2 separate regions of the Triticum aestivum genome follow, and region 1 is linked to region 2. Evidence: chromatin contacts called from public Hi-C data. All regions are on one chromosome and are shown on one strand. The core of a region is the stretch at or near the end of the contact, and the rest is flanking DNA. Distances in the headings are between cores, read along the strand shown. Region 1 holds the start of LOC123070097 (V-type proton ATPase subunit c''2). Region 2 holds the start of LOC123070096 (N-alpha-acetyltransferase 50).

What was found. Hi-C and Micro-C count contacts between places; a contact is called where the count stands out from the background.
Region 1: a Hi-C map of leaf shows a contact between it and region 2, with 5 times the contacts expected there. The contact joins the promoter of LOC123070097 here to the promoter of LOC123070096 in region 2. A contact is called at or near these places in 3 of 5 Hi-C or Micro-C datasets (all in leaf).

What each region holds. Positions count from the first base shown.
Region 1 is chr3B:408,035,109-408,039,569 of IWGSC CS RefSeq v2.1, forward strand. LOC123070097 (V-type proton ATPase subunit c''2) reads right to left here and starts at 2,683. Exons shown (of 4, transcript XM_044493120.1): 1 at 2,409-2,683; 2 at 2,237-2,314; 3 at 1-13. The coding sequence starts at 2,524.
Region 2 is chr3B:407,886,485-407,890,433 of IWGSC CS RefSeq v2.1, forward strand. LOC123070096 (N-alpha-acetyltransferase 50) reads right to left here and starts at 2,164. Exons shown (of 3, transcript XM_044493119.1): 1 at 1,752-2,164; 2 at 1,184-1,306. The coding sequence starts at 1,941.

The sequences.
Region 1 (4,461 bases), core at 1,433-3,932, 150 kb after region 2:
ACAGAAGATGACACTGTAAAGCAAATGGGATGCATATGTATCAGAAGTTAAAAGGAATATCCATGATATGCCAATCAGAAGAGAATTAACGTTATATAAATTTCCAATATAAAGCTAGATGGAGGCATTAGCCAACCATTTTTGCTAAAATTCCCATGTGGTTTTGGTTGCTTGCCTCGAAAGAAGCATAATAAATAAGCAGATGCAAGCATAAACCCATCAGATGTTTTCACAAGATCCAAAGGCTGTCAGAAGCATCCTTGACAGCAGACATGGAACTTATTTGAGGGGCTCATGTTAACTATAGAGGTCTAGCCAATTTTTCTGTGCTTGTTTATTAACAAATCCCAAGAACTAGTAATCCATGCGTACATTGGCTCAGCCCAAATAACCATGGTGAGTTGAAATGAGCAAACTGACTAAAAGGTTATAGCTAAAAACAAATGTTTTCACAAGATCCAAATGTTGTGAATGCTGCAGAAGGATGGGTATATCGATGAAGATGTGAGCCATCAAATCAAAGTTGGATGTATGAAGTGACGCCAAGCTTCTGGCATACTTTGTGACAAGAGTGTGCCACAAAAGCTAAAAGGCAGGTTCTATAGGATGGCGATTCGACCTGCGCTGTTGTATGCGCAAAAAGGCCAACAAAAAGGTGAGATGTCCAACAGTTGTGTAGCAGAGATGCACATGTTGAGATGGATATGTGGCCACACAAGAAAGGATCAGGTCCGGAATGATGATATACGGTTGGGGTAGCACCGACTGAAGAGAAGCTTGTCCAGCATGCCTGAGATGGTTTGGGCATATAGCACGCAGGCCTCCAGAAGTGCCAGTGCATAGAAGGCTGTTAAAGCATGCTGATAATGTCAAGAAAGGTCGTGGTAGACCAAACTTGACATGGAAGTCCGGAAGGAGAGATCTTAAGAACTGGAATATCACCAAAGAACTAACCATGGACAGGGTTGCGTGGAAGTTAGCTATCCACCTGCCAATACCATGACTTGGTTTCGAGATCTTATGGGTTTCAACTCTAGCCTACCCCAACTTGTTTGGGACTGAAAGGCTTTGTTATTGGCCAACAAAATGGCAGTCTAGCTCCCAGGTTTCTATCAGACTAATGTTTCTCCAGTACATCATATGCACTAACATGCTTCTTCCTCTACGGGCATAGAGGATGTTTGTGCTACATCCAATTGTAGATGTAAAGCCAAAACCGTGAAACACTCTATTTTTCATCTGTTATGCTGTTACAATTCTAACGAACATGCCCTCCAACAAAACAAGAGAACAATAAAAGCCACAAACACAGGTTCAATGACGAATAAAATAATAAAGATCAACTAAGGAACTAGACCAGATCCCACACGACCACTGTAAGAACTTGATGGCCCTAACATAACAGAGGAACCGCAAAACAAAGAAAAGAAAATGAGCCTCCTGCTTTGATTTTCTATCTATCATTGTCACGACTTACATAACAGCTAACTTAGTTTATTAAAACGAGACTAATCAAGTGGGAAACATGAGGATTCAGGATCGGTGACTGACACAACAATGGACATAAGGATCTATATCATAACCACGAAAGTTTGTTCACATGCTAAGTGTCAAGGAGCAAGGAGAAGTGAAGCAGATGAGCACACGTGTACACATACAAACTATACCATAATAAAGGCAAAATGAGTCGCGGGGGGGGGGGGGGGGGGGGGGGGGCACAACAAATAATGGCACGGTCTCCCTAAAATGTAAAACATATAAATTTCAGCTAGGCAATAACAATTGCTTGTTGTTGGCATTTGTTAGGATATCATCAGTGTACTTACCCATGGATAGTTTGCAATGAGATAATGTCCGATTCTTCCTACCAAGAGATGTAAGTCAACTCATCGTATTCTTCCTACCAAGAGATGTAAGTCAACTCATCGTATTAACACCTTAAAGCAATCCACCATGGAAGGAATATTGGCCCCTCCAAGCTAATTGAATAAATTACCACCAGAAGCAAGGTAGTTTGCTCTACACAAACATCCGCCGGTTAATTTCATGTAACACAATGCTAACTAACAGAAGAACCCCTCCTGGACGCAACCAGGCATCATCAAGTTCAAGGTAGAACAAAATCAGGAGCTCACAGTGCACCAAGCAAGGCCAAATCTAGCTACCGCAGTGCAGAGGAGACGGCGTCGAGCCAAATCAGGCCCACCAGGTTAGCAAGGCTCTAGAGATTCCTCACCTGATGAGGTTCTTGGAGGTGATCCTGGGCGCCTTGATGGCGGCCCCGATGAGGCTGCTCCCCGTGATGAAGATCCCCCTGCCAACAGCAAAACCGCAGCGGGGCAGTATGAGCAGATGCGCGCAGCAGATCCAGCGAGGCTATGCTGGGAAGGGGGGAGATTAGGTCTCACCATGCTGCGCCGAGGACAGAGACACCGATGGAGACGGCGATGCCGATGGCGGAGAAGGTGTAGGGCGAGATATGCACGAGCGCGCGCGCCCACGACGACGAGTAGTCCGACGACATCCTCCCACCACGATCTTCACCGGTGCGCGCTCGTTGCTGGATCGGGGATCTTTTTTTTTTCTCGCGATGGTTTGGATCGGTGACTGGGAAAGGAGAGAGAGTAGAGGCGCGATGGAGGAGAAGATGTGTGCGTGGTCTGCACGGGGACCAACCAGCCTTGGTGGGACCCGATGGTATGCGCTCCGTCCGATCTGATTATGCACGGCGCAGAGGAGATCGTGTTTTCTTTATTTTTTTGCGGGAGAGGAGATCGTGTCTGTCGTCGTCACGTGCCACGGTGCCAGTCTTGAGACGTAGCGGGAGCAACCCGAAAAGGCCCAGACCTCCCAACTGGGCCAAGCTTACAAAATTGGTTCATTGCTACAAAATTGGTTCATTGCTTTTTCTTAGGGGTGATCGTAGCAATGAACCAATTTTCTTGCCTCAAAAAAAGAAAGAAGCAATGAACCAATCTCTCCTAAAAAAAGCAATAAACAAGGGCACAATGCTACGCGTCCGCCGGATGATAACTCAACTAGATCAGCCGCCTCGGCAACCGTCAAATGTTGTCTGAAACAATCGTCTGATCTTCCGACCCAGCCAGTTGAGAACCTTTGCAACAGCTACCATATTGCACTTAGGGGCTTTGCAACAAAGACCTTGTTTCAAAGGTCCGCCGAGACAACAACTGGCCAAGAAAGGCCACCGCCCTGCCATGGCCCGAGCGTCTTGGGCATGGAGCGCCGTTGCTTGCCGGAGTTGCTACTCCTCCTCTACCTCAGTCCTGCAAGCAGACGCCAGCTCCACTCCAGCACGACCGTGACGACCTCCCACGTTGGGCGCTCCTTCAGTGTTTCCTGCAATTGGAGCTATGTTTCTGAAACATGCCTTGTGTTGCAATGTCCGAGCTCTCACTCTCTAACATCGGGGGCTCCTTCGGCGTTTCCTGTAACTCGAGCTATGTTTTCATCACCAAATCATTTTTTTATTACTGATCTAGTCCTCTATTGCAAAAATCAACTGAAACAAGACCCTTGTCGTAGGAAAAAAGGACAGGATGTGAGGGGCTTGTATGAGCGGTCAATCAAGATTGATCCGACGGCTACGCAAGCGATGAACGTTGAGTATGCATGAGCCAGCTGAAGGGTAGTGTATTCCATAAACCAAGGGTGCTGCTACGCGTTGGTGGCGGGTCTTTTAAAAAGAACGGTCGCCTTGCGAGCCGTCAGATCTAGATGATTGAGCGGTCGAGCTTCACCACCTACCATTGCAACACATGTCATGTTGCAGAAACAGAAAAATTTGCAACACAGGTTAAGTTGCGGATTATTTTTACAACAACGGTATTTTTATAGTTCTTTTTTGCAACAAAGATCTTGTTGCAATTTATTTATTTTTGCAACAAAGGTCTCGTTGGATTTTTTTTCATAGGTCTTGTTATAGTTGTTCTGCAACAGAGACCTTGTTGTAGAAACCACTCTAGCGAGCAGCAACACGTTTGCGCCCGACATGGAAACTCACGGTGGACGTGGACAGCGAGCAACAACATGTTGTCACCGGACAGGGAGCAGCAACACGTCGGTGCTGGGCGCGGAAACTCACGGTGGACGCGGATGTCGGTGCTCCCTCGGGACAGCGGATGCAACTTGAGCTCGGGCGCACCGCGATGGCCGACGTTCATAGTGAAGGCGGCGGCAACGGCCACACCCATACCGACAACCTCGTCGGCATGCTACTAGCGGCGAGCGTTAATGGCGGTGGTTGATGTTTACTACGCAACTTTGTTCTTGTAGACTCGTGTTGGGCCTTCAAGTGTAGAGTTTTGTAGGACGGTAGCAAATTTCCATCAAGTGGATGACCTAACGTTTATCAATCTGTAGGAGGCGTATGATGAAGATGGTCTCTCTCAAACAACCCTGCAACGAAATAACAAAGAGTCTCTTGTGTCCCCACACCAG
Region 2 (3,949 bases), core at 914-3,413:
AACGGTAGGGAGAGGAAAAGCTGGAGAGGACTCGTGGGAGGGAGAGGAGAAGCTGGCAGAGACTCAAACAGAAGCATAGCTGCTGCTGGCACATACAGCAGAACAGAGCAGCGAGCAGGAGCTGAAGAAGAGGGAGGGTAGGGAGAGGAAAAGCTGGGGAAGACTCGTGGGAGGGAGAGGAGAAGCTGGCAGAGACCCAAAAAGAAGAAGCATAGCTGCTGCTGGCAATGCCGCACCAACGCAGACCTGGAAGCAGCAAAGCTCTGCAATACGGGGATGGCACATGGAGGCGGCGCTCCAAGCCAGAACCAGATTTTTTTTTTCTGCTCCACTCTCACCTTGTTCTGTCCCTCTCTCCTCGCCCGCTTTTCCTTCCCACCCCGTTCTACATAGTTCAAGGAAGAAGGGCCAAGATTTTCTGCCCCACTGCTTTTCCTTTCCACGCCCCTGCTTTCCCCCTCCCACTCCTGCTTCTCCTTCCCGTGTGTGCCTGCTCAGAAAGCATATGGCATCGAAAATCGGCTTAAGGAGCCGCCCGCCTTGTCAATTGGACGCCATGGCCCTATGGTGGACGCACAGGCAACTTCTATTGTGAGGGTCAATGTGCTTGGTCTGGAGAGTTGCCACAGTTGTATTATTGACGTTATGGCAGTGGCACATCAACAGAAAACTTTGGGCACATTTTGATTCAATTGAGATGGTGGCAGAAGCATGATCAATCATCGTTCATTGCTTGAGTGAAAAATACTCCCTCCGTCCGCGAATAAGTGTACATCTACCTTTTGTCCTATGTCAAAGTTTTCAAATTTTGACCAACTTTATAGAAAAGAGTAGTATATGACATCAAATTGGTATATTATGAAAGTACATTTCAAAACGGATCTAGTGATACTAATTTAGTGCCATAAATGCTGCTGCTTTTCCCTATAAAGTTGGTCAAAAATTTAAAACTCTGACTTAGGACAAAAGCTAGAAGTACACTTATTCATGGACGGAGGGAGTAGGTTGCAAGATAAATGCAGTACCTACAACTATCCAACAATTACATTTTAATTCACAATTTCAGCAATCAGATAAGGAGGTGCACATGTTATCCTACTTGTGAGGCATATGTAGATCTCACGCCCAACAGGGTGATCTCTTCACATAGCCAAAAATGAATTTAGGTAGGGAAAATTCTCACCAAGACCAAGACCACGGTAGGGCGCCAATACACCCAGAGTCATGATATAAACACGGACGACCCCTCCTTCCTTCTTCTCCAGGCGACAAGCGATTGCTCCAACACATATATCACTATAGTAAGCTACAAACACAGAAAGGAAAAATGAACAGTCAGACAATAGCACCAGCAGCAACATGTTTTCTCATAGATGAAATCAGCCAAACCCAGCAGACGAATCAATATAACAGTGTATCCGGGAAACATCCCCAGCACAATAACCTACCCACGCCCTCCAAGATCTTCTATGGTCAAAGAAATTATTTTTGCAGATCAAATCCACATTCGCATTTGCACGTCCCCATTCCAAAATCTAAATTCCTAATGGCGGTTTCTTCCCCAATCTGGTAGCAAGTTGTAAATTGTTTTCTGCCTTCTGTCTGCAGATCCGAGAACTGAGATAGATACAACCCCAATCCCAATCCCAATCCCAATACAATGGAAGACCGGGTGAGGTATGGAACCGGTCCCGGCGGCGCGAGGTAAGGATTAGAACAAGATTGGAAAAGACTGATGGGAGCGCGCTCACCGAGCTTGGAGAAGTCCTTGGAGGCGATGGCGTCCTGGTAGTATTTGTCGTTGTAGCGGACGGGGAAGAGCGCCATGTTGAGCTTCTTGAGCTGCATCACGTTCTTGTCCCGCAGGCCGTCCAGGGACGTCCGGGCGACGCCGCTGCTCTTCTCCTTGCTCCCAGCTGCCTCTCCTTCCCCAGCGCCCATCCTCCAAGCCCTATTGCCCTCGCCCTCGCTCTCTTCGTCGCCTCTCTCGAGACTCGAAAGTTTGCGTGCGATGCGACCACGGCGGCGGGTGCGACTCGCGACCAAAACCCTTCCGCTCTTTAGCTGTTTTCGCTACTTCTTCCCGTTCTCGCTGACCCGTCGGGCCTACGGCGTTCTCACCGACCGCGGGTGGGTGGTGGGCTAGAACTAGAAGCCAGGCCTTTCGCTTGCGTGCTCTTGCAAGTTGGTATATCCGACGCTGACTCGCAAACTGAACACATTGGGCGTGTTTGGTTCCCGTCAGCTACAGTACCTGCATTCCATACACTTCTTCATTCAGTCTGGCTTTCGAAAAACAGCCTCATATGCGACATCTGCAACTTGTTTGGTTGTCTGCATATGGATTGCCTGCATCAGTGGATCAACTTTGACATGTTGTTTGGTTGTCTACATTGTCTCGGCGCATACAACTACACGCTGTTTGGTTGCTTGCATGGGGTATGATTAAGAGCTAGCACTTGCACTTAGCACACAGGGTTAAGAGCTAGCAGAGGAAGGGGGAGAAGAAATGCAGGTGCGCCCGACCATGACGACTGCGGTGGATAGTGGACGTGGTGTCGTGTCCGACATGACGAGCATGGAGTCGTGGACGAGCGACCCCATCGGCGGCACGGCGAGCGACACCGTCGGCGAACTAGTTGCGGTGCTCGCGCAAAGACAGTCGACAAAGGAGGAGAATGCAGTGCCCGCGCCATGGTATCGTCAGTGCAGTGGACGAGAGAGGAGGTCGGGATGATCGACACCGGAAATGACTCGAGTGTAGTAGGGCGAGAGAGAGGAGGCCAAGATGATCGACCCCTTCGGTGGCGCGGCGAACTGCAGTGTGCACGGATGCAGAGGACACAAGAAGCAGTGTGCGCGCCATTGCAGCGTTAGTGCTGTAGGAGGACGACAGAGAGTAGGCCAAGATGAGCGACGCCGGAAACGACTCTAGTGTAGTAGGACGTGGGCAAGAAGATCAAGGGGAAGGGCTTCGGCGTCGAGAGGGACGAATAGGAGGGCTCTGAGCAGAGGTTAGAGGAGCTCGACATGGCGGCATTAGTGCAGTAGACTGCTGCTCAAAAAGAGATGAAGCTACGATAGTCGAAACCAAAAACTTACAACACGAATGTTGTGAGGAACCGCAAGATTAGGCAGCTGGTCAAAGGAAATTTCAAATGATCGATCGTGCGCGACGAATCTGACAAAATTCGTCCAGAATAACTCCAAATGGGAAGACGAGATTAAGAACTTATGGCCGACGAAACTACGAACCGATCGCCTGAATGGAACCATAGCATCAGGTGTATCTTTTTCGTGTAGAGCTTACCCCAAATCGAAGCACCGTTGTGTAGATCAGAGGAAGGAGATTAGATAGGAGCTTACTGAAGGTTGAAGAAGAACTCAGGTAATCACCTCGCATCCCTCCCGTCTCCACTCGTGCAAGGGCTCGCTGGCTTGCGCTCGCCTCGGCCTGGCTCGCAAGAAACTGCCGATTCCTGCGTTTCCAGCGAGCCAGCCTCTGGACTGCTTTAAAAAGCGTGGGATGCAGCCCCAATAGTGAAACCAGGCAACCAAACAGGCCTCTTGCTTCCCGCGCGGGCCTGGTTGGGCTCGATGCGGGCAACCAAACACACCAATTAGTCATCCGTGAATTGGATATCAAGTTCACAGACACAATAAAAAGGAAGATTATCCAAAACTAACCGCATATATTTCAAGCCAGGTATCAACAAATCGGATAAATTACACGTAAATCGGACGATCTTCATACAAAACGGAGCACATTCATTACATTTCGAACAGTTTTCATTAAAAGGGGGACAGATCCAAACCTAGCCTACATCAGTGCCCGTCATCCAAGTCCTTAGTGTTCCCTTCCGATGACCGCGTCCTCCATCTGCCGTCTCCATGAGCGGCGGGGATAAGACCCGCGAAGTGGTGCGGTCCTCGGCAAGAAAGAGTAGAA